3 separate regions of the Sus scrofa genome follow, and all the other regions are linked to region 3. The links are chromatin contacts, called in public promoter capture Hi-C maps. All regions are on one chromosome and are shown on one strand. The core of a region is the stretch at or near the end of the contact, and the rest is flanking DNA. Distances in the headings are between cores, read along the strand shown. Region 1 holds the start of ARCN1 (coatomer subunit delta). Region 2 holds the start of PHLDB1 (pleckstrin homology-like domain family B member 1). Region 3 holds the start of BCL9L (B-cell CLL/lymphoma 9-like protein).

The links. Promoter capture Hi-C pulls out the DNA fragments that hold promoters and counts their contacts.
Region 1: a contact with region 3 is called in a promoter capture Hi-C map of liver, with 2.3 times the contacts expected there. The contact joins the promoter of ARCN1 here to the promoter of BCL9L in region 3. A contact is called at or near these places in 1 of 5 promoter capture datasets (liver) and 1 of 2 datasets of contacts at active chromatin or transcription factors (alveolar macrophages).
Region 2: a contact with region 3 is called in a promoter capture Hi-C map of liver, with 4 times the contacts expected there. The contact joins the promoter of PHLDB1 here to the promoter of BCL9L in region 3. A contact is called at or near these places in 1 of 5 promoter capture datasets (liver), 3 of 47 Hi-C or Micro-C datasets (heart right ventricle, mesenchymal stem cells and skeletal muscle) and 2 of 2 datasets of contacts at active chromatin or transcription factors (alveolar macrophages and skeletal muscle).

What each region holds. Positions count from the first base shown.
Region 1 is chr9:45,862,100-45,865,159 of Sscrofa11.1, reverse strand. It overlaps ARCN1 (coatomer subunit delta), which reads right to left and starts at 1,388. Exons shown (of 10, transcript XM_003357318.4): 1 at 1,217-1,388. The coding sequence starts at 1,219.
Region 2 is chr9:45,900,201-45,903,732 of Sscrofa11.1, reverse strand. PHLDB1 (pleckstrin homology-like domain family B member 1) reads right to left here and starts at 1,634. Exons shown (of 26, transcript XM_021062931.1): 1 at 1,370-1,634.
Region 3 is chr9:46,173,376-46,176,729 of Sscrofa11.1, reverse strand. It overlaps BCL9L (B-cell CLL/lymphoma 9-like protein), which reads left to right and starts at 1,678. Exons shown (of 11, transcript XM_013979456.2): 1 at 1,678-2,490.

The sequences.
Region 1 (3,060 bases), core at 139-2,638, 310 kb after region 3:
GGCAAACCTGCTTGATGCAATTTATATGCCTGAAGCTGAAGAAAATCTTTCAGTGGTTTAAAGCCCAAGCACGAAAAAGGCTGTCAACAGAACTTAATATGACTGGCACCAAATTACATCATCATATCTGAAGCATGTAGGAAAATGCTTTAAATCAAATTATGAACCTACTGACAAAAAAAGAATTAAAAAAAGGAATATCCTTCAAAAGACTGAAGGCCATAAAGTGCACTTAAAAATAAATTTATAGCTTGTTTGGAACCAAAAAATTTCTCCTGCTTCATAAATACCCATCCGCGGTAGTAATAAAGCAAGATTTGGTGGATTGAGCATTGTGTTTTGTCCCATCCCATCCACATTAATTTTAACTGTCTCAACAACAGATGGGAACACAACTGAAGGCAAGTAGCAAGTCCCAGAGTGTGAACCCTTTCTCACTCCCGTGAGACATCTGACACACACATTTCATTTCACCTGAACTATAAGCTCCTTGAAGACAGAAAGCCTGTGTTCTCCTTAATCTGCTCACATTTCTACAATGCTCCATACACACCTATATACTCAATCGCACTGATAAATGGACTTACCCAAGATCTACAGAAATAGGTAGCAGCTTTCAGGAACACTTGGGTCCTACAAATTAGTGCCAGAAGTTAATCCTACCTGTTCTAGGCCTCTTTTCGGAACTGTCCTCTATTTCTCCCTTTTGAACAAACTAAAGAAAAAGTCCGGAACGCTAACGGATTTAGATTTAGGTTTAGAACATCAATGGCCTAAGGAACACCGGGGGGAGGTGAGCCGATTACAGAAGAGAACTCCTGAGAGGCCCGGCTTGCTGAGCCTAAGCACCCACGGAACCTGCTGGACACTAGCTTCCTGGTCCGCAGAGTGGGGTCCACGGGACATCACTAAGAGGTTCCTGCAGAGCAAAACTCCAGGCCCGTTTTAGGGCCTGAGTCCTGGCAGAGCAGGGTGCCCAGCCGATTGCGGGGGAGGGGTGTGGGCGCAACGACAGACGACTGGAGGAGTCAGGTCCCTCGGATCTCTCCACAGGTCGGACACAGGGTAGGGAAGGCCACAACGCTCCCAGAGCCCCAGCGAAGCGACCGGCTCCGGGCGCTCGGGGCGGGGCTCCTCTGGCCCCAGCACCAGGCCGGCAGCAGGGAAAGCGGGCGAGCGAGGCCGTCCAGGGAGCTGGGTCCGGCTCAGGTCTTACCATGGTGAGGGCGGTGGTGAGGCGCTCCCGCGCTCCAGCTCCACTGCGACTCCGGCTGGGGTGGGAGGAAGGGGAGCACCCGCCGCTCAGAACCTGCTGCCCCCCTGACAGGAGCGCCGGCCGCTTCGCCTCCTGCCAAGATGGCGGCCTCGAGCCACGTCTCCAACCGGAAACGGCGCGGGTCAAAGGCCGGGAGGCGGGGCGCCGTGAGTGGGGAGACCGGGCGCAGGGCTGCTACGCAGGCTGTGCCATGGAGTCCTGGAGCCTCCACCTCCTGCGTGGAACCGCTGGCTTCAGTTCCTTCACCGTCCTCAGCGCCTTCGTTTAAATTGCGAAATCTCTTGCAGTTTATAAAGCTCTCAGAGCCACTGGTAGCATTTAACATACAAAATAACTGGTGTTCATAAGGGACTAGTAGCCAGAATATATAAAGAATCCTTAAAACTCAACAATGGAAGGAGTTCCCCTTGTGGCTCAGTGGAAACGGAACGGGACTAGGATCCATGAGGATTTGGTTCCATCCCTGGCCTGATGCAGTGGGTTAAGAATCCAACATTGCCTGAGCTGCAGTGTAGGTGACAGACACAGCTTGGATCTGGCATTGCTGGTGGCTGTGGCAGCAACTGCAGCTCTGATTTGACCCCTAGCCTGGGAACTTACATATGCCACGGGTGCAACCATAAAAAGACAAAAACAAAACGATAGATGGCCAATAAGCACATAAAAATATGCTCAATATCTTTAGTCCTTAGGGAATTGCAAATCAAAGCTTGCTAGGATGGCTATAATAATAAGAGTTGGTGAGAATGTGGAGAAATTAGAACTCTCATACACTGCTGGCGGGAACCTGAAGTAGTTTAATTGTTTGGGGAAAGCTTGGCAGCTCCTCAAAAAGCTAAGCATGGGGTTACCATGTGACCCAGCAATTCACTCCTATGTATGCGCCCAAGAGAGTTAAAACCACACACCCATACACAACCTTGAACACTAATGTTCATAGAAACATTGTTCATAATAGCCAAAAAGTGGAAACGATCCAAGTGTCCCTCAGTACTCGAATGAATAACAAAATGTGGTATATTTAGAGTTCCCACCGGCAAAGCGGAAACGAATCCGACTAGGAACAATGAGGTTTCGGGTTCAATCCCTGGCCTCACTCAGTGGGTTAAGGATCCGGGGTTGCCATGAGCTATGGTGTGGGTTGTAGACGCGGCTGGGATCTGGCATTGCTGTGGCTCTGGCATAGGCCGGCAGCTACAGCTCCGATTAGACCCCTAGCCTGGGAACCTCCATATGCCGTGGAGGAAGCTCTAAAAAGACAAAAAAAAAAAAAAAAAAAAAAGGTAGTATATCTAAACAATGGAATATTAGTCACAAAAAGGAATTAAATTCTGATACATGATACAACATGGATGAACCTTGAAAATACTATGTTAAGTGAAAGATGCCACTCACAAAAGACCGTATCTTCTATGACTCCATTTATGTAAAATATCCAGAACAGATAAATCCATACAGAGAAAGAATGGCCGGCAGCTACAGCTCTGATTTGACCCCCAGCTTGGGATTTTCCATAGGTCGCAGGTGCAGCCCTAAAAAAAATTAAAATTAAAAAATTAAAAAAGCGGGAGAATGTGTTAAATTTGAATCACAGGTAAATAATAATTTGTTAATACTATAAATATGTCCCATGCTATGGACACAGTGGAGGGGAAAGACTATAATGTAATAAAAATGCTATAAAAGTAGTACAGAATGTCAGGAATTGAGGCAACCCCTGAGTTTGCCTAAAGGCTGAGTGGTCTGACTTAATAGGAACTCATACCTACTGATCCTTTCCCTGG
Region 2 (3,532 bases), core at 385-2,884, 270 kb after region 3:
GGTGGGACAAGGCCGCAGTGTTGGGCCGCCTGCCGGGCCGCCCCGCCCGCCGCTGACGCTGGACAAGCGGCCTTTCTTTGGCCTGGCGGGGAGAAGGGGCCGCTTGTTTGCTCGGCGGGGGAAAGGGGCGGCCCCCAGACACCGCCGGCTCCTCGCGGGCAGCTTGGGGGGGGGGGCGCTTGTGTAGCATTTGTGTGTGTGAGGGGAGGTGCGTGTTTGAAGGGAGCGCGTGTGTAAGAAGCTGCATGCGTGAGGACTGAGTATGTGATGGGTGTGAGCCGTGGGGGCTGCGTGTCAGGGAGTGCGTGTGCGCGGGGAAGGGTGTGTGCGCGGGGAAGGGCGTGAGCGCGGGACGCCGCAAGTGTGAATGTGGACCTCCTGAGAGTGCTTGGCGTGTGTGTAGAGTGTGTAGAGGTCTAGGAATGTTTGGGTCCCACACGTGTAACTGCAGAGAGAGACAGGGGTGTCGGCGTGGCTTGTGTAGTGGGAAGGGTGAGTGGGTGGTGCCTGGTGGGGCACCGAGGGTGTCTGCTCGTGGGATGCCTGACGTGGTGGGGAGTTTTGTTTGTGTGTGACCGGTCCGATGAGTCAGCCCTCCGGGAGGCTTCGGGACCGCTGAGCTAACGGGCCCAGAATGCAGCCCCGCCCCGGCGCCCTGGGTCCCCCGCCGGGCGGCGCGCTCTCCCGGCCCAGCCGCCGCTCGCGCCAGCCTGGGCGGAAGAGTCAGCGAGCGCCTCGGCAACCCCGCGGCCCCTCCCGGGCCCCCTCCCGCCCGCGCTTCCCAGTCCCAGAGGAGCCCGGATGACCTGGCTCAGCCTCGGCCCGGGGAACTCCGCAAGGGATTCGAATCCAGACCAAGCGGGAACTCACTGACCCCACAGCCCTCTCCAGCCTCCAGGACCCCTAAAGATGCGGGTCCTCCGAGGAGGGCCCGGGAGGCCCCAGATGTGCCACCTATCTACTGATACTCCCACGAGTCGCTCCCGGATACTACTGCCTCCGAGCCCTACTTAACATCCCTTTCCCATCCCTAAAGGAGGCCCGGCTCGGGACAGAAGCAGAGATGCCCCAGGGGACCCCCTCGCTCCTGGTGCAGTGCTCTTAGTCCTTCTATCAGCGGAAGAGCAGAGGTGTGGGGGGCAGGCGGACGAGTCCCAGGAGTATCGCCGGGCTGCCTGGGTTCCCGCAGGAGACTCTGAAGGGACAGGGTCCTCGTTCTTCCAGAGTGGGATAGGGGGTGAGGGGTGGAGCGCGAGGGCCCCCTCTGGCGGCGGCGCGGGCAGCGGCTCAGGAGGGCAAGAGTAAGGAGTTCCCAGGAAAGCAACGAAGCCCATTCTGCAGAAAAACCTTGGCGCTCCCATGCACTCACCTGAGGCACCCCCTCCTCCTCTAAGGGTTTCTTCCGGGCTCTCCAGCCCAAAGCTGATCTGAGGGCTGTCGCCAGGCCCCTGGGATTTCCTCCTGTCCTGTCCCAGCAGTGCAGCTAGCAGGACTCGCAGGCTCAGTGAGAGGGAACGTTCTTACCTCGGCGGGAGAGGGGGACACCGGTTCCTTAGCCCGGCTCAGCCTCTGAGGCCTCAGGCTCCGGAGAACACTCTTGCTTTTCCCTGGGAGCCCAGAAAGTAGGAGGAGAGCGAGCGGGTCCCGCCTCCCCATTCCCCACCCCACCCCCACCCCCACCCCCCGCTAGTCCCCGCCCCCGTCCCCCGTCCCGTCCGCCCGGCCAGCCTGAGGAGACGCCCTTGTGGGACCGGAGCCCAAGGTCCCCCCCACCCACCCTTTCCCAGAGCAGCACCTCCCCCCCCCCGCCCCCGCCTGCACAGCGCCCGCTTTGTTCATCTCTGCAGCTGGGCTCTCGGCTACCACCACCACCGTATACACCCCCCATCCCCACTCACTTTCCGGGTCCGACTCTCTTAGACCACCCTCCAGCCTAGGCTTTAAGGTGCTTCTGAGGATTGACAGTTTCTCTCTACTTCCGCCCCCCCCCCCCCGCCCCGAACTTTAGATGTCTAAACCCTCCATCAGCTCCCAGTGAACCTCATAGTCCCAGCCCTCCAACACACTCTCAATATTTCCAAATACCTTCAGGGGATATCCAGGTTTGGCCTCTGTCGCTCCTGCTCATCCTACCACCATGACAGCTTATGGGGTTGATAACCCTGCATATACGGTGGCACAGATATTTTCAAGGATAGGTACAAGAAGGCGTGTTAAAGTGCCATGCAAACTGTAAAGAACAGGAAAGCTGAATGGAAGTGTCATCCTGGCCCCTTGTTAGCTCCACCCCCACCACAACCTGCAGGATTATAACTGGAAGGCAAACGATAGATTTATAGTTGAGCACACCATCCTATAGCAGTTTGGATCTCTGTTGGACTGAGAAGTTAATAAGGAAAAAGAGGAGGGACTAAAAACCTAAGAGAAACCTAGACACTGAGCCTGGCTGAAAGTCATGCTCCTTTTCAACCCCCACCCGAAATCCAACGCTGATAGTGGATCCTTACCTTGCAAAGCCAGCTCTTGCCTCAAGAGACTGGGGAGGCCCCAGGGAACTGAACTCAGCTAGACTGGATTCCTTTAACTTTCATTAGAGGGACCTCTGAGACTGACTCTTCCTCCCTGAAGGAGAAGGCAGAAAGTCCCCAAGCCCCAAGGAGAAAGCAGAAAGCCCCCAATTCCAGGGGGGGAGAATAGCAGAAAATCAGGGACAAGTCTTGTTCTGATTCAGTGACTTTAGTGTGTACCCTCTCTCCCTACCTAACTCAGGAACGACAGGAGGTTGAACTTCAGGAATCTCTGGTCACTCATTGACAGGGCCAGCATTAGCAGGGGGCCCCCCACAGCAGGAGGCAGGAGATGACTGGAGCCAGGCAATGGACAAAAAGGGGGAGGGGGAGGGAAGCTCTTTGCAGCTACCTGCTATAGCTAACAGAGGTCGAACTATCAGGCTACAGCATGTACCGGAAAGCCCCAAGATTTGGCCAGGGGTGGGGAGCAATGTTGAGAGTGGAAGCCTCTTATTCTTTTTTCATACTGGTTGAGGCTCATAAAAGTACTTTTATTCTAGCCATCTTTCATGAGGCAGATCATAAAAGTAATTTTCAGGCTATTCTGCTTAAAAAAAAAAAATTAAGAAAGAAAAGGCAAAAAAACAAAACCCAACTGTTGTATCCTATGTGCCAAGACCCAGCATTTGAGGGAAGGGGCTCAGATTGGGGTACCCCAGAGATTTCACATAACTGTTTCACAACTCCAGCTCTTCTTTACCGTCTTGGTCAGGAGGAATTTCAGGGAATAATCAAGCCTGCCACGGAGGTTGCAGATGCTGAGACAGAGTTGAGACATCACTCAACTTCTCTCTGTCCTCGAAGCCCAGCAACCAGCTGACCCCATGATAAAGGCTCTGTGCAATGTGTCCTTGTTCCTGTTGTGTTGGGGCCCTGCGTTCCCACAGTTAGAGCACTCAGGAGACTTCAGACCTACCATCCCCACCCTCCACCCCCACCCTGCTCCACATCTGGAGCCCATC
Region 3 (3,354 bases), core at 429-2,928:
TGGGTCAGGTACCATCCTAGGCTCTGGGAACTTTCAAACCAGAGCTCAGCCTCTCTGGGATTCAGTTTTTTGGGTTTTTTTTTTTTTTTTTTTTTTGTCTTATCTAGGGCCGCACACATGGCATATGGAGGCTCCCAGGCTAGGGGTCGAATTGGAGCTACAGCCACGCGGGATCTGACCCGCGTCTGCGACCTACACCACAGCTCATGGCAACACTGGATCCTTAACCCACTGAGCAAGGCTAGGGATCAAACCTGAAACCTCATGGTTCCTAGCCAGATTCGTTAACCACTGAGCCACGACGGGAACTTCAAGTTTTAAGTGAGAATAACACCTATCTCATAGGGTTGTGATGGTCCAATCCCTAACGATGCTTGGTCTTGACATAGTAGGCACTTGGGGAAGTTTCGCTCATTGGCTCAAATGATGACCAAGAGTTAGTGTGTATAAAAATGCTTTGTAAACTTCCATGTTAGGCACCCACAGGGGTTGTTATGTTATCTTCTTTCAGGATTTCTCCCTCTTTTCCAGCTGTGCCTCCCCAGAGCTTGCCCAGTACCCAGCTGTGAGCACCATCAACCTATCAAGTGTATGTTTACTGAATCCCTACTATGAGCCCAGCACTCGTGTGCTGTGGGGAATAAAGAAGCTTAGGAGGTATGGTTTGGGGCCCCAAGAGTTTTTGGGGGTAACCAGATATACACACAGGAGAAACAAGATAAAACATACAAGTAGGTACTCGGTTGGGTAGCACAGATGTAATAGATGATCAAAAGAGACGGAGGTCAGTGAGGGCTAGAGCCATCTGGGGGCGTCTGTGAGGAGGGGCAGGGGACAGATCAGAGGAAACAAATAGCAAGAACAAGGGAGCTTGCTAGTGCCCTTCATTTCTGAAGCCAGCAATGCTTGTTACTTGTTGGTATTTTGGGTGCAGGGGGCAGTGGGATACAGGGAAAGTGCCTTGGGGTAAGGACACCCAAACTCTAGTCCTGGGCTTACCACTTTCTAGCTGTGTAACCCTGAGGAAGTCCTTAACTAATGCAAGCCTCTGTTTCCTCATCAGTATTATGGGGCCATAACATCTTTCTCACAGGTTTGTGGCACACGTTGAAATAACATATGTGAAATGCTTTAAAATAGTGCCTGACAATTTCTTTTTCACTGCACCTACTCACCTATAGGGTCTCCTTGTGTGTGTGTGTGTGTGTGTGTGTGTGTGTGTGTGTGTGTAGCACTTTGAGGTTAGGAGAGAGCTCTTTTGAGAGAACAATGGTTTTACTTCTACAAACATTTTCTTAGCATCCACTTTGTGATGCTGAGGATTGAGATGAAAAAATTTAGTCTACATCCTCAAGGACCTCATGGTCTACTAGGAAAGAGAGATGAATAAAGAGATGCTCAGTGCATAATGAATGTGGGTGGGTACAACCGAGAGGGACCCAGTTGTGTGTGTGTGTGTGTGTGTGTGTGTGTGTGTGTTGGGGGTTGGGGGAGTCTAGGCAACTCCCACTCCTTCCAATCAGTGTAGATAGGAGGGTGTGTTTGTCAAACCTCTCCCTAGCCTGAGATGTTAGCGCGCCTCCTCCCCAGTCCTCGGGAATGGGGAGGAGAGAGAGATAGACGCCCCCTCCCCGCCCCCGGGCCAACCTGCCTCCCGCAAGCCGGCCGGGCGCCTTACCGAGTCAGACCACTGGGAGGCTGGGGGAGCCGGGTTGGGCGAGGAGGCGAGCGAGATGGGGGAGCTCTTATTTTGACAGGGGCCTCTCCGGGCTCTGGTATGAAGGCAGAAGGAGGCAGCCAGAGAGCCCCGATGCTTATTCAGGCTGGGGAGCGGAGCCGAGTGGAGGGGCGAGCGAGGCTCCGGCAGCGCAGGGGAGCCCGGGGAGGCGGCGGCGAGCGGCTGAGCCAGTGGCCGGACATGCCCCGGACTCGGGGCCGCTGCACCACCGCCGCCGCCCGGAGCCAGCCGGCCGGACACCCGCACGCCTGGGTCCCCCGGCGCCGCGCCGCCCGGGGGCTGCGACCTGGACCCTCGGCGTCCGACCAACAATAAGCGCCCAGACAGCCCCCTCCCCGCCCCGCGCCCGCCGTCCCCGCGGGCCTCGGGGAAAGTGAAAGGAGGAGGCGAAGGAAGGAAGGAAGGAAGGAAGGGAGGAGGAGCAGGAGCCGGAGCCGTGAGGTTCGGGGCCGAGACCCCAGCCCCGAGCCCCGGGCCGGGCTGTTGTGCGCGTTCTCCCGCCGCTGCCGGGCGCCCACGACCATGCTCCGCGGTTGGGAGGCAGGAACCCAGGCGCCCAGCGACCCCCGGATACCCACTCCCGGGCCGTGCTGGTACTGAGATCAAGGCGTCCAGGATCAAAAGATCACTGCCTGCCTGCCCCCCTCCGCACCTCCAACTGGCGAGCAGGAGGACCCCAATCCACCCACCGACCCTGACCTGGTCATGGCGTCCAGCTCCGGCCTGGCGTGAGGACCCCCGACCCGCGCGAGGTGAGGGGTGGGCTGGGGCCGAGGGCGAAAGTCATGCCAGGCCAGCAGAGGCGTGAGAAGGGAGATCCACTTCGAATTGGGGAGGGGGGAACACTGGCTGATTGTCCCTTGCCCTCTGGCATGCACCCCCAGGCTGTTTGAGGGAGGGTTGCTCCCAGGGTTAGTGGAGGCTACTCTTGGGCCCCCAATCAGGTTGGCAACCCCAGAACACAGACGGGAGGGATTAGGGGCAGTCAGGGGACCCTGCCACCCTAGCGCAGAGAACAAGGCCGGCCTTGGGCCAGCTGGAGCAGCAACCCTGCCCTGGGGGCTTCTGGGAGATGTAGTCCCCCTTCCAGGCTCACCAACCCCTTGGGTCTCAGCACCCCAGCACTCCTCTCCTGGCTCATGGGAGCCTCCAGAAGGAGGTGCATTAGGAATGGGGATTGCTGGGGGTCACCCTCTGTCCCCAAGCACTGTCTAGGACCTGCAGGGGCTGTGACTGGAGGAGTCACCCCTGCCAAGGATTCTATGTGATGTGGGCTTGGCTGGGGGTGGGGTGGGGCAGTCACAGAGTTCCTTGGAGGTGTCTCTGCACTGCTAAGGGGAGGCAGCCCCTGCCTTGGTCCAGAGGAGCCCTTGGGGGAGAAATGTGGGGAAGCGAAGGGAGGCTTCGGGCTGCTTGCTTGGCTGGGCTATGTCCTATCCCAGGGCTGCTGGCATTTGGTTTCAGGGGACACTGAGATGTACTCTCCCCTTCTCCCTCTTGGGAGCTGAGAGTGTCCCTCACAGTCTGGGAGTCCGGAGGGTGTCTCTCTGGAGCAGTGAAGCCAGGATCAGCTTCTGTCTGTCTGTCCAGCTTCCTTCCTTCCGGGTTTTTCTGAC